Regions from separate parts of the Mus musculus genome. Here regions 2 and 3 are each linked to region 1. The links are chromatin contacts, called in public capture Hi-C and promoter capture Hi-C maps. All regions are on one chromosome and are shown on one strand. Each heading gives the region's core, a stretch centred on a gene start, on an enhancer-like site or on the middle of the called end of the contact. The rest is flanking DNA. Distances are from core to core; before and after follow the strand shown. Region 1 holds the start of Radx (RPA1 related single stranded DNA binding protein, X-linked). Region 2 holds the start of Tbc1d8b (TBC1 domain family, member 8B). Region 3 holds the start of Rnf128 (ring finger protein 128).

What was found. Capture Hi-C pulls out chosen DNA fragments and counts their contacts.
Region 2: a capture Hi-C map of macrophages shows a contact between it and region 1, with 4 times the contacts expected there. The contact joins the promoter of Tbc1d8b here to the promoter of Radx in region 1. A contact is called at or near these places in 18 of 39 promoter capture datasets (the 3T3-L1 cell line, 3T3-L1-derived adipocytes, HPC-7-derived erythroid cells and 10 more), 1 of 484 Hi-C or Micro-C datasets (trophoblast stem cells), 3 of 115 datasets of contacts at active chromatin or transcription factors (embryonic stem cells, fetal liver and stem cell-derived neural progenitor cells) and 4 of 9 other capture datasets (adipose tissue, liver, macrophages and 1 more).
Region 3: a promoter capture Hi-C map of adipose tissue shows a contact between it and region 1. The contact joins the promoter of Rnf128 here to the promoter of Radx in region 1. A contact is called at or near these places in 4 of 39 promoter capture datasets (the 3T3-L1 cell line, hippocampal neurons and liver), 5 of 484 Hi-C or Micro-C datasets (the G1E-ER4 cell line, embryonic fibroblasts, group 2 innate lymphoid cells and 2 more), 6 of 115 datasets of contacts at active chromatin or transcription factors (bone marrow-derived dendritic cells, bone marrow-derived macrophages, embryonic stem cells and 2 more) and 3 of 9 other capture datasets (adipose tissue, macrophages and pancreatic islet).

The regions. Positions count from the first base shown.
Region 1 is chrX:139,477,698-139,482,311 of GRCm38.p6, reverse strand. It overlaps Radx (RPA1 related single stranded DNA binding protein, X-linked), which reads right to left and starts at 1,945. Exons shown (of 14, transcript NM_175326.6): 1 at 1,174-1,945. The coding sequence starts at 1,816.
Region 2 is chrX:139,682,896-139,687,509 of GRCm38.p6, reverse strand. Tbc1d8b (TBC1 domain family, member 8B) reads right to left here and starts at 2,514. Exons shown (of 21, transcript NM_001081499.2): 1 at 2,200-2,514. The coding sequence starts at 2,329.
Region 3 is chrX:139,608,042-139,612,655 of GRCm38.p6, reverse strand. Rnf128 (ring finger protein 128) reads right to left here and starts at 2,036. Exons shown (of 7, transcript NM_023270.5): 1 at 1,367-2,036. The coding sequence starts at 1,850.

The sequences.
Region 1 (4,614 bases), core at 696-3,195:
TGTGACTTAGAATTGTGATAACAAGATAAAGAGAAAAGGGGGTGTGGCTTGGTAAGTGGTTCCACCGGTACAGTGCTTGCTTAGCATGCAGGAAATCTGGGCTTGGATTCTCAGGTATAGTCAAGTCGTCCGTTAATTTCAACACCTGGGAGATAGAGGTAAGAGGACCCAGAGTTTGGGGCTAGCTTGAGATATATGATCCTGCCTCCAAAACCAAACAGATCTAAAACCAGTAAATGTATATTATCATCTTTTTAGTTTTTCTGGTTTTTCTTTTTTTGGCATTTCCACTCCCATTTCTTATGTGTTCAGCTTGTAGTGTTATCGTCTGTCTTAATTACATGTCTTAAACTAAAAAGAGCGTTTATTGATGACCAACTTCCATTTTCTGGCTGACTTCCTACTTCTGATACAGGAAATATGAACTTCCTGTATCAAGAAAAATGATCACTTAAAGCCTTTCTACAGTCATCACACCTTCAAAAAAAAAAAAAAAAAAACCACTTCCACGGGTTTTACATTCAGTGGCATAAATGAATTGAATAATATGAATTGACTAAACCGAACATCCCTTTGCACCAATGTTAAATGCTAAAACATACAATGTGGGAAATATTTCGTGTTTATGTAAAATAGAAGTCAATACACTCTTCAACCTACACATTTATCATAATTGAAATAGGACTGAAACTAATATTAATTCAAACCGTGTGTGTGTGTGTGTGTGTGTGTGTGTGTGTGTGTGTGTGTACACATCACAGGAGGAGTCCTGAGAACAACGTCCCCAATCTTTCTGCTACCCTAAGTTTAAATCACAGTCAGGGATGTCAAGGCACTTTGCAATCAAACCAAGAGGACACAGGCTGCTTGAAGTTAAGACTGTTTCACTGCTCTGAACCCCACCTTCCCATCCCTAGATTGTAATGAACAAAACAGAAGCATTTTGTTTTCTGTTATCATGAGTTTCCAAACTCTTTAACTGTTTTTGTGGCTGTTATTGCCGCTGCTGTTTGTTTTTGAGACAAGATGTCTTTCTGAGGCTCAGACTACCTTGGAATTTGCTCTCAATGTTCCTGCCCCAGCCCCCCTAGATGCTGGGTCTTCCTGGTGTGTGCCACCTTGCCAGTCATTCGAAAACTTTTAAAAGCTTGCCTCTAAACTCCAATTACTTACTGTTAAAATTGAATTCCTCAGGTTGCTTGTTGGTCTTCCAAATATCTCCGTACGGATCTTCGTTATTCCACAGAGCCAGGTAGTGACTCTTGCCCCCTCTTAAAGGCCTCTCTGGCTTTTCCTCATGCGCTCTGTTTCTAAATGGAGTTTCTACAGAAATGACATCTAGGGACTCCCCACAGTGGACCTTATCTATGCACAGGATTCCCTGGCCCAATCTTTTCTCGTTGTAAAGGCACGAGACTCTGGAAATTCTCATCTCTATGCCAACTTTAAGAATATTTTGATAAACGAGAAAGTTTAAGCTGGGGTCTAAGTAGCACTTCTCCTGGTACACCCCGTCTGAGATTGTCACATCATAGCAGTAAAGGGGAGGCTTGGGCACTGTATCCCGTGGCTCATCCTCTAAAAGGTATCTTTGGACAGCCAGTACAGTGACAGGCACCACTTCCGAGAGGGTGACACACTGTCTAGGGGAACCTGTTATTTGCTCAATAACCTTTTGGATCCAGGACCTGCGCCTCTGGCTATCAGCTCTTCGTATCACTCCACCTGGGACCCCAGCCTGATCCCTTTCGGGGTGCTCCAAGTAGAGACCAGCGTGCGAGGGTCCCGGCTGAGGCTGACCCGACTCACCCGACATTGTGGGGTAACCGCGAACTCCTTGCACTCCAAAAAAAAAAAAAAAAAAAAAAACCTTACTTTCCCTGCTCAAAAACCCGGAGAAAAGACGCTCTAGACAGCCGCGCAAAGCTGTTGGCACGGACTGGTCTGGGTCCGCCCAGGAGCCAGGCTCAAAAGATTCCACGCCTGCGCATCAGCTTTCCCGCCTGTGCTTTGAGCCCCTATTTTGAGACTTTGAGACAATGTTTCTAGGAAGATGCATGAGAGAAGCACGTGGCATAAGCTCCCTAGCCTACTAAACTCCATCTGAGGGGAGGGGAAGCACGGGCATGGGAGGAGAGAAGCGTTGGGGGGGGGGGGTTGTCAGGGTTTCCTAAATAAAGCAGCTGCCAGAGGGAGGAGCAAGAAGCGCTGCTGACCAGCCCCGAAAGGAGAGCATCAAGAGGTGGTGGAAAATAGGAAGTGGCAAAATGAGGCTCCTGTAGTCCTGATGCTGGGACTTGGGTCCGCAAAAGAAAATATGTTAGCGTTATCACAGTCATGTGTATTTAGTAAATTAGTGTTTTGTAGTTAAGAAGCATGAAATGTGGTATTTCTGCTCTTGTAATATAAACAAAATCAGATAATGTATACACAGTCTTCAGGAAAGTCACTAGCACAAAAGTTCTCAGTAAAACATTAGCTGCTATTGTTATTAGCGTAAGCATAATTATCTGTAGTAGCCCCCAAATGCAGGGTGGGAGAATTAGTAAGTGAACATGAAAATAAGAAATTGTAGAATTGAGTTGCTAAAGATCTTCCTTCAGGTCAGACTTCTTAAAATCATTTATTTTTTTTATACAATACTTAGCACAGCACACTGAAAGAATACACAGCTTTAGAAATTGTATTTCTTAAATACAAAGCATATTTCAAAGAAAACTGCAAAGTGAATACACTGGACAGAAGAGTTAGAATAAACATGCAACATTTATTAATTGTACCCAGGCTGTGATCACACACGAAATGTATTACCTTTTTAAAGAACAACTGTTAAAAGTGATTGTGTCAGGCTGGGTGGTGGTGGCGCACGCCTTTAATCCGAGCACGTGGGAGGCAGAGGCAGGCAGATTTCTGAGTTCGAGGCCAGCCTGGTCTACAGAGTGAGTTCCAGGACAGCCAGGGCTATACAGAGAAACCCTGTCTCAAAAAACAAAAAACAAAAAAAAACAAAAGAAAAGTGATTGTGTCCTGCTTTCCTTTCTACTAATTTTTTGAATGCTATCATTCTTTATACGTCATTTATGAAGTCCTACTCCAAAGCAGGCAATATTGTAGGCCACTGGGGATGACTACAGTCACTCTTTCATCCAAGCTCCTCACTGATTGGGCTGAACAACTCTGCCTTTGTCAAATTTTGACTAACAGTAATTCTACAAACATTTATTTTCCTTTTGTTTCATAATTTATATTTTTATCCATATTACATTTCAATCACACCCCCTCCCTCCTCTCCCTCCAGTCCGGTCCTTACACATCTCTTTCCCAATATTCCCCTCCCTTCTCTGGAAGCCTCTCCACCCTGGGGTGTCTAGTCCCAACAGGACTAATCACATCCTCTCCCACTGAGGCCCAACCAGTCCAGGTAGGAGAAAGGGATCCAATAGCAGCCAACAGAGTCAGAGACTGACCCCCTCAAATTATTAGGGGACCTACATGAAGACAAAGCTGAACATCTACTACAAATGTAGGGGTATCTAGGTCCATCACTGGCATGTTCTTTGGTTGGTGGTTCAGTCTCTGTGAGACCCCCCTATCTTTTCCTTATTTTAAAGTCGGGGTTTCAAGTATTCTAGACTGGCTAGGAATTTGCTTGTACCTGAGGATGAACTTGCGATCCTACAGCCTTTAGACTTCCCCATCTTTCTGTGATCACTGGTGGGTACCACCAGCCCCAGTTTTATGTGTGTCTGGGGATAGAATACAGGACTTCATTTATGCTGGGCAAGTGCCAATTGAGATACAGCCCCATCCACCCACATGTTTCTTGTGTGTTGGCAAGGTATAGTCTTGCTATGTTCTTCTGGGACCTCTGGATCAGCTCCTGCCTCCAGGTTCCTGCCCTGTTAGAGTTCTTGGCTTGGCTTCCATCGATGATGAACAGCTATATGGAAGTGTAAGCCAAACAAGCCCTGTCCTCCCCAACTTGTCTTTTCTTCATGGTGTTTTGTCACAGCAACAGAAACCCCAACAATAGTAGACTCCACGAGATAAAGCAGGCTTATTCTCTAATAATTTCAAGAAAATACAGAAACAGGTGGGTAGGACTAGAAGGGGAGGGGGAAGAGTGGTAGGAGAAAAGGCCAAAGAAGATGTACTGTCTAAGGAGCGCATTTTAAGAAGAGTGATCCTGAGTGAGGTAACCCAGTCACAAAAGAATACACATGGTATGCACTCACTGATAAGTGGATATTAGGAAAACTAAAGTGTGGATGCTTCAGTTCTTAGAAAGGGGAACAAAATACTCACAGGAGGAAATATGGAGACAAAGAATGGAGCAGAGACTGAAGGACAGACCATCCAGAGACTGTCCCACCTGGGGATCCATCCCATATACAGTCACCAAACCTAGACACTATTGTGGATGCCAAGAAGTGCTTGCTGACAGGAGCCTGATATGACTGTCTGCTGAGAGGCTCTGCCAGTGCCTGACAAATACAGAGGAGGATATTCGAAACCAACCGTTGGACTGAGCACGGGGTCCTCAATGGAAGGACCCAAGGAGCTTGAAGGGTTTGCAGCCCCATAGTAGGAACAACAATATGAACCAACCAGTAC
Region 2 (4,614 bases), core at 1,265-3,764, 200 kb before region 1:
AACGGAACAACAACAACAACAAAAACATTTAAAATATCTCTTTGCTCCTTTTTGAGTTATTTTGTTAAATTTATATGACTTTGGTGGTTATTTCAGGCATGTTATTGTCACAAGGAAAACAGTCATGCAGATACAAATTGACTATAAGTTACTCATCACAGCACATATCTGCAAGTGATAGAAATTTTCATTTATTTCTTCAGACGAAGTTCCTTGTGTTCTAGCAATGGGGAACTAATAAAAGAGGTGAGTGGGGTAAAGAGAAAATCCATTTTAATTGACCTGTTTGATACCACAGAGAAAGGGGGATGGGACCCTCACAGATGTGAAGGGGGAATGGGTTGAAGAACTTTGGGAGGGGGGACCAGGAGGAGGACAACATTTGGGATGTAAATAAAGAAAGTAATTAATTTTAAAAAGAAATTTCTATTTGAATGAAACTGTCATTTCAATGAAAACTTTTCTCTAAAACAACTTGTAATTTTTAAAGTTCAGGAAAAAATGTAAAATGCTACTTTTATTATAGGGGCAATTTTTGTTCCCATACTGCCTGAAGGCCCTTTTTAGAAGTTGGATAAGTCAGATGATTGTTAGTTGTAAAGTCATATATCTCATAGGACATATGAATTCTATCCACATTAGAGGAGGCTCGCCTTAACATAAACATACCTTTATGAACATTATCTTACAGTTTACACGCATATCTCCATAGAGTAAGCACCATTCTTTTTAGCCAAAGAAGATCAATGTCACATAAGCCACGAAACTTCTTCCTTCAACCCTTCAGTAGTCCTTTGGTTCTGATTCTATTTTTTTCTAGTAAACTAGTTAATCTTCCTAGTCTACTTCCACCCTCCTCTCTCAACCCAGCACTTTAAAGGCAGTGACCAAAATTATAATTCTAGCACAAAGTGGTACCTTAAGATTGCATATATGAGACTTTATACCCCATCATAGGTGGAATCAAGAGTGGTAAGGCAGGAGTGGGTGATTGGTTGAAGGAGCACCCTCATAGAGGCAAAGAGGAGGGGGGCAGGGAGATATGGGATAAGGGGGTGTGGAGGGGAAACCAGGAAGGGGGATAACATTTGAAATGTAAACAAATAAAATGATCAATAAAAAAAGAATCTCAGAAGAGAAAAGCAGTTTAAACCCACCATAAAAAAAAAAGATTGCATATATGAAAGAATTTGATCAATGCCATCCAACAGGCAAGAGGTAAGGATATGATCAAAATTCAGGTGGTCAGATTTTTGCTTCTTCCCTCTACATCACCCTCCCCAAATTAAGCTGCTCCACCACTTCAAAGCCCTAATACCAAACTAAGAATTACCATGAAAAACAGCTCTTGTCTCTCCAAGGTCCAAATTTGTAAAAAGCCCCTATGGAAGACTAAGGATCTAAAAACAGCCTTCTTTGTAATCTTCAGACATGGACCAGTTTTGAATTAAGATTAACAACTGTGGGAGACTGGCTTAGAAGAGTTGAGTCTCCTTCTTGTTTAATTGGTTTGGTTTACACATCTTTGAAAGAAGGGGCAGAGCCAAACTCACTGGAGAGAAATGTACTCTTAGAAGAATACAGGGATTCCAAGGGTTGAAAACTTGGATATAGCAAAAGACGCGAAACTGAGAGGAGGTGAGTAATTCTGAGGGCTACTCCTTCACTTCCCCAGCATCAAGCAGCCCCATGCCCCGACCCAAATCTCACTTGCAGCCTCTCTCTCAAGGTGTGATTGGGGCACTTCGTTCTCCTTAGGATTCCCATGTCCTAGCAATGCCCCTCACACACTCGCACTCACTCCCTAGGGTGGTGATTATTTGTATAGGTTTTGGAAAAAAAGTTAAGTCCACACCCGCGAACCCGCTCTCCTCGCCTGTCTTAACGGGACTAGTCTAGCTAGCGCACTGCACTGCCCATCAGCCCCCTTCGCCATGGGAAGCGACCCATCAGGTACTGGAAACCCCCTTAGCTTCTCCTATCGCGGTAAGACCCAAAGAGCAACTGGGAGTCCTGTGCAAGACAGTCAGGACGCGGTGGTAGCAGAGGAAAGGTGGTGGCGGGAGCAGAATTCCCCAGTCAGTCGCCCTGGGTTTAAGATGAGGCAGCGGGCAGCGACGAGTAACTGTTTGCCTTGCCACCTATTCAGTGACAGCGGACCCAGCCCTAACGCAGGTGTAGCTGGCCACAACCTCTTACCTGTAAGTCCCCCTCCTCCTTCTTCCCCGTAGCCTCGACGCCTTTGCAGGACAAAGTACTCGTTGGATCTTTCCATCAGCCACAGCTTCAGCGCATTTTTCAACAGCACTTCCTCGGGCTTCAGCCACATCTTGAAGAACTTTGTGCCGCCTCGGGAACGGAGGCGACCTATTTGTCCTCCTCACCTCCACCCTCCCAGCCTGTCTTTACCCCTCTACTTCTCCTCCCACCAAGTCTTCCGTTGGCGGCGGCGCCTCCGGAGGTTTTCCACACTTCCCCCAACCGTGCCTTCTCTCCCACGTAGGCAGAGAGAGTGCCAACTCCCTCCCACGGAGCTACTGCCAGACTGGGAAATAGCCCCGCTTCACCTCCTCTTGGGAGTTGTAGTTTTCTATCCACTTTTCCCGTACCCGGTCTAATATAGCCCTAGACTACATTTCCCACAATGCACTGGGTTACTAGTTGGGTGGGTTGGGGGCGCCTTTGAGGCGCTCCCGCCACCAGTTAAGTGAGTTTAGCCTGTGTAAAGTTAAAGAGGGTTTTCTTTTGTCTTTTTGCTTCAAATAAGCTAACCCCGTGTATGACAGCAGTGTTCCTAGTTCTTTTATAGTGAGAGGACTAGTTTGTTGAAAACAAAGTTTCCGGCATTTTTGAGTAATGGCCCATCCAGGAAGCAGTAGCCTGCAGCAACTTCCATTTACTTTGCGCCTATTAGGTAGTAGGTGATTTCTCAGGTAATCCTCAGGGAAATCTTTCAAAGTGGATCCTCCGCTTTGCTCGCTAAGCGCTAGCAAGCGAAGTTACTTACCCACGCTCTCACAGTGGGTGAATAGACTTGTTATTCAAAAGCCTTGCCTAAATTAAATTCTGTCCATTCATACCAGAAGAATGTAAATCTCAGAAAACACTTCTTCACACACACACACTTGCGATTATCCCTTCCCCCATGCTGCCTCTGTTTATTTGACTACTGGCTGAAAAATCTCTACTCCAACTTTTTAGGTATTTCTTTTTTTTTTTTTTAACCTTAAAAAACAAACAAACACCCGAAATTCCTTGCAGGGCAGGGCAGCCTATTTTCTTGATACCTTGACAATGCTGCACAACAGCCTACGCACTAAAATGAAAGAGTTCTGCTGTGAGGAATTATTTGAGGGCTGGTTGTTGTTATTGTTGTTGTTAGGATAACTCAATCCCGACAGGAAAAGAATAGAGTGAAAGTGAAAACTGGCTTACAGAAAGAATGCAAATAAAAGGTCCTGAGAAGTTGGCAAGGTATTCAAAATAAAGATATAGGGCCATGTGGCTAAGACAATGGACTGGGACACTCAGACTAGGAGTCCTGGAGCCAGTGAACTCTGCCCCAAGGAGTGTCTCCAGGCTAAATCTTCCAAGACTTGGGCGGTTTCTGGCGAAGCAGGTATATGTCACAAGCAAGTATTTATTTTTGTGGAAGAAAAACGCAACCATCACCACCACCAACAAAGCAAAATCCCAAGGCAGAGTGTTTCCTAGCGCAAAGTCACCCTTTGAAGGTGTATTAAGGCACATCGTTTCTCCATTTCTTCACAGTAAAAGGTCAATAAATGCAGCAAATGTGGATAGCCTTTGTCTTCCTTCATTTGTACAGTTCCAGCCGCCATTGTCCGTCAGTATGCTTATGGTTCTAGTTATGGCAAAGAGCATCAGGATTGGATGGTTCCTTCTCTGTACGCTGAACCCAGCCAGGGCTACCCAGATACTCTGTCTTAAGATCAGGCCCACTTCCAGCTTGGAGCTGGAGCTGGGGATTTAGAACACTTTTGCATTTATAAACAAACACTTCACTGATTGTATAAAGAAAACAGTTTTCAAATTGAATTATGTCTATTGCGCTAAAATTTGTCTTGATCATAATGTACTTCAAGTCTTTGCAAATAATTGTTTCTCTAAAACCACATTTAAAATACCATGGCATTCTTTTCATTGTCCAATTATGAATATTCCTGTAAAATACTTAGGAATTACAAACAATCTTGAATATCGCTGCTGATATTGTCCTGGAACTTAATGTATCGCATGCTATGCTCATTAATAAGTGTCTTAGTTAGGATTTTCATCGCTGTGAAAGGATACCATGACCGAGGCAACTCTTTTTTTTACTTATTTTATTTATTTACATTCTAGCCATTGCCTTCCCTCCTGTTTCCCCTCCCACAATTTCTCATCACATTCCTCCTCCCTTGCCTCCTAGAGTGTGCTCCCCACCACCAGGCATCCCCCTTCCCTGGGGGCCTCAAGTCTCTCAAGGATTGAGTATATCTTCTCCCACTGAAACCAGACCAGTCAGTCCCCTAATATATATTTGCCAGGGGCCTTGGACCTGTGTGTCTATGCTGCCAAGGCAACTCTTATAAAGGACAACATTTAATTAGG
Region 3 (4,614 bases), core at 787-3,286, 130 kb before region 1:
CACAAAGCTGAGCAAAGCAAGGGAGGGAGCTTACAGGAACTCCAATCTCTGGGGTTCTGGTTCAGTGCTCTTTCCATTGTGCCACACAGCCCCTCACTCAGGGCCAGAGCTCTCCAGGCCAAGCCAGTGGTAGTACTGCAAGCAAAACACACATTCTCATGCAGTTAAATAACTAAATTCCTTCCTTCGGGGACTCCTAAAGGAGTCTCTGTCTCTGCTAACCTTTAGTTACACTGCCCTAGACTCTAGAAGGTTTGATTTCATTTTTACCCTAGAGGCAAACCTGTGGATAATCGGTTTCTTATTATCCCGTCTCATTTGACTGATGAGAGTACCAAGACTCAGAGTTCAGATAAGTTGCCAAGGTCACAGGACTAGGAAGCCCCAGCGCAGACATTTGAATCAAGGTCTGACTTTAGGCCCAGCTCTCAACAGCCAGGAAACATTGTTATTAGACTCTTCCCTTCTCTCCCCTGTTCCCCTGCAACACACACACACACACCACCACCACCAACACACATACACACACACACACACACACACACACACACACACTTTGTCCTTCAGGTCCTAGGATCACAAACCACAAAAAGGAGGTTTCTGGAAGGGCAGTTGAAGGGAGTTAAATAGTCACCCCACCATGTCCACACATTTCAGAAGTACCTGGATGACTTTTTACAAAGTATGGGCCTTTATTTTATTTTATTTTATTTTATTTTATTTTCAGTAGCATTAACCACCTGCCTTGGAACTCAAGAAGCTAAATCAGGTTTGTCAGGAGGCAACAAACAAAAGCACTGATAACAAGAACTACTTGGGATCCAAGACCACTGGGCAGAGAACTCCTAAGCTAAAGTTTCCACAAAAAATTACAATGAGGTTAACTGAGTACTGTAACATAATCTTGTACTTGATTCATAGGAAATGTGAAGAGAAACCCAGAGAGAAGAGAAAAATCCGTTTTTATACCGCAAAGCGATTCCCAGGCAATGTTCTCCCTCCTAGTTTAAAAGCCAATGCCCACCCTCCCACACCCTTAATCCCAGGAAAGCACCCTTGTGAAACACCAGGAAAAGAAGCGAAAACCCCAACTGTGCCAGCCTCTGCGACCCCCCCCCAAGCACCCCACCCCGTTTGTCTTACCCTTTTCCACCAGAGGCAAATTAAATTCTGAAGAATTCTTTTGCACCCAACCCCTACACCTGAAGACTCTCGGGAGGACCCTGCTCTACTTAGTGGGGGCAAAAAAAGGGGCACCCGTTTTCTTTCCAAGCAAAGGGACAGGGAGAGGCAAGCAGGGAAGGAAACCGGGGAAGCTGGTCACCAGTAGAGGTTTGAAGAGCTGCAAATTAGTAGCTGCACTCACCCGGGTGAGACATGGGGATGACCTCATTGCGGGTCCCAGGGAAGTTAAAGATGACCGCTCCAGAAGCCCCTCTCTCTGAAGCCAGATGGATCTTGTCCGCGAAGGTGCAGCCTCCACCGCGTTGGATGAGGGCCAACCAAGATACTTGCACCGTGCTCCCCCAAACCGTGGGCACCGTGAAATTGGTGTGCGGGTTACAGGCGTTGAGCGCCCCGGGCCCGTCGGGCGGTACCAGGACCCCGGAGACGGGCTCCAGCGGCGAGTCCTGGCCGTACACGCCCTCCTCGCTCAGCTCCCACACCGTGCGGTTCACTCCGGTGTGCGGAACCCGCCAGGACACGTTGAGGTACGCGGTCCACACGGCTTCGGCTCCCCGGGAACCGGGCGCGTGCGGACTCAGAGCCAGAAGGAAGCACCAAGCCAGTAGCCGGGCAGCTCCGCAGCCGCCGCGGCAGTAGACCCCGATCCCGGGCGGCGGCCCCATGGCGCGCACTCGGCAGGCGACCCGGGCTGGGACTAGGTGCGAACCAGGTGGGGAGCCGGCGGCTAGCAGCGGGCGCGGGGCCAGCGAGGTCGCAGGCTGCCCTGCCAGCCGGCACGCAGCGTCAGCGGCCAGGCTACTGCAGACGCAGCTCCTACAAGCAAGCGCTAGGGATGCTCGCTCGCGACTGCCGCGGCCTCGTCGGGCTCTGGGACGCTCGCGCGAAGCTCCGCCCACCCGGCTGGGGGTAGAGGTGGCTGGGAGAGAGAGCCAGCCAGCGAGCGAGCGAGCAAGCGGAGAGGAAAAGGACACTGCGGGATCCGCCTCTTAAAAGGGTCACAGGATGGGGAAACGTTACAGGAGAGACTCGAGGTTGGCCAGCCAGGTGTGTCCTGTCCTTTTTAGGAAGAATCCTCGGCCCGAGAAACTGGAGAATGCGCCAGTTTACAAGCTTTCAGTTCGGAGTCGGATTGGAGTTGGTTTTGAAAGGCACAAATTCCATCTCCTTTGCCTGAAGGGGAGTTTGGGCTTTGTGGTAGGAAAGTACTTCTGAACAGCCCCAGGTCCAAAGGGTGTGAGTTCTGAGTAGGTGTTTAGTGCTGGGGTTAGAGGCTTCCTGTTTCCCCCTCCCCCTCCCCCCCGGAAAGGACAAGCAAAGCACGTCCTCATTGCTCCCTTTATTTAATTACCTTCTTAGTGGCCCCAAACAGCACGTTTCTCTTTCCCTGATCTCAGCAAGTGCTATACGTGTCTTTGCTACCCGAGGCTAACACACTGCACCAGATGCCTCTTGCAAGCAATTTTGATAACCACAACAGAATTATCATCTCCACACACCTCAAAGCCAAGCTCCCCTTTTTAATTCACCTTCCACAAATTAGGTTTGACCTAACTGATTTTCCAGCGAGATTCATGATCTTAACTACAATACCTTTCTTCTCTTGATACCAACTAAAATGAGGCCAGCCCACCTGGACAACTCACACATGTCTCTTGTTTATGAGTTAGTCATAGTTCAGCATACATTTCTGTCAATATTATCTATCAATGACTACATTTACTGGAATCACTAAAACTGTGCATGGAACTAAGCTGAATTAATATACCAGGTGACAGCCACTTTAGAATTTATTTATGATTTTGAATTTTAGACAGAGTCTCCCTGTGTAGTCCTAACCAGCCTGGAGTTAACTATGTAAATTAGCACCATAGGCATACTTTAGGGCAATCCTCTTGCTTAGTTGCGATTACAGTTAAAGACATGTGCTACCAGGCCCAGCTTCTGAACAGTTTTTAACCTTTAGAATTTACTTCTCTGCGCCTCGATTTGTTTATAAATTGTAAAATGGGAATGAAAACATTGAGCGCATGGAGTTGATCAGATGGTTAAAAGTCTTCCTGTAAACCACTCAGGATGCTGTTTAGCTGAGTATGAAAATTACGTTAAATATTGTTACTCGACAAGTTCAGGGGCACAGGAGTTCTACAATATCAATTGTCGTTACCTCCCAGTAATAACCAGAGACCATGCTGTTTATGAATTCAGTCTTAGCTACATTTTTGGTTCAGTCTAATTTCCAGCATTCCCAATCACTCTCATCTCTAAATCCTCGGCTAAGCATTTACTTAATAGTATTTCCCATGGTTAAGCATAGGTTTATTCTATTCTTGATACTCTTAGGACCCTAGAGAAACCTAGAGGAAAATTAACACCATCTATCAAAGACCAGCTAAAATACAAGTGAGTATTCTGTGAAACACGAACCTTAAGTGTTAAAAGGAGCTTTAGGAGCCATTTAGAGTAGGTATGGGGCCAGTGGAAAAATATCCACCCTCAATGTCAATGATGTTAACCTTTGAGATTTAAAATAACACCCCTAAAAAAAAGAATAGTACCAGCCACCTATAGTATTAGTATAATTTCAGAAATTATCCGAGTTTGTTCATGGAGAACAATCAAAACTAAACAATAATAGTTGAATGAAAATCAGCTATATTGTTCTTTGAAGAGAATGTGATCAAAAGAAAGGAGGTATTTTATAAGATATCTACAAAAATAAATATAGAGTGATGCTTATTCATTTCCTCTGTTTATTATTTCTTAAGTATTTCCTCGCATGTACTATATGCTATGGACTAAATGTAAGTCAAATAAAATATCAGTTATGCTTTCTAAAAGCTCATGAATTAACTTCAACGGATAAGAAGTGGACTAGAGAGATGGCTCAGTGGATAGGAGCACCATCTGTTCTTCCAGATGGCCTGAGTTCAATTCCCAGCAACCACATGGTGGCTCACAACCATCTATAATGAGATCTGGCACCCTCTTCTGGTGTGTCTGGAGACAGCTACAGTGTACTTACATATAATAAATAAATCTTTACAAAAGAAAAAAAAAAAGAAAAATAGAAAAACAAACAAACCAAAAGGATAAGAAGTGATCATTTCAGTACTGACTAGTGTATGCATATGGTACCATCTCTACAATAGAGGTTACACAGCTCAGGTCAATACTGGACAACAGAGAAGAGTTCCCTGTGCTGAGCTCAAGAGTCTTTCTCTGCAAAGAGCAACACAAGAGAAGGCATGGGGACCTGAAGTGCTGGGAGCCTGCGATTACAGCAGGCCTTCTAAGTGCAAAATGATTGAAACCGACAGTATGAAAGGAAGGTTATAGAGAGAAAATGGGGGTTCTGAGAATGAAGTGCAGTGGTAGAGAACTTGACTAGTACACTGAGGTTCTGGGTCAATCCCCAACACGACAAAA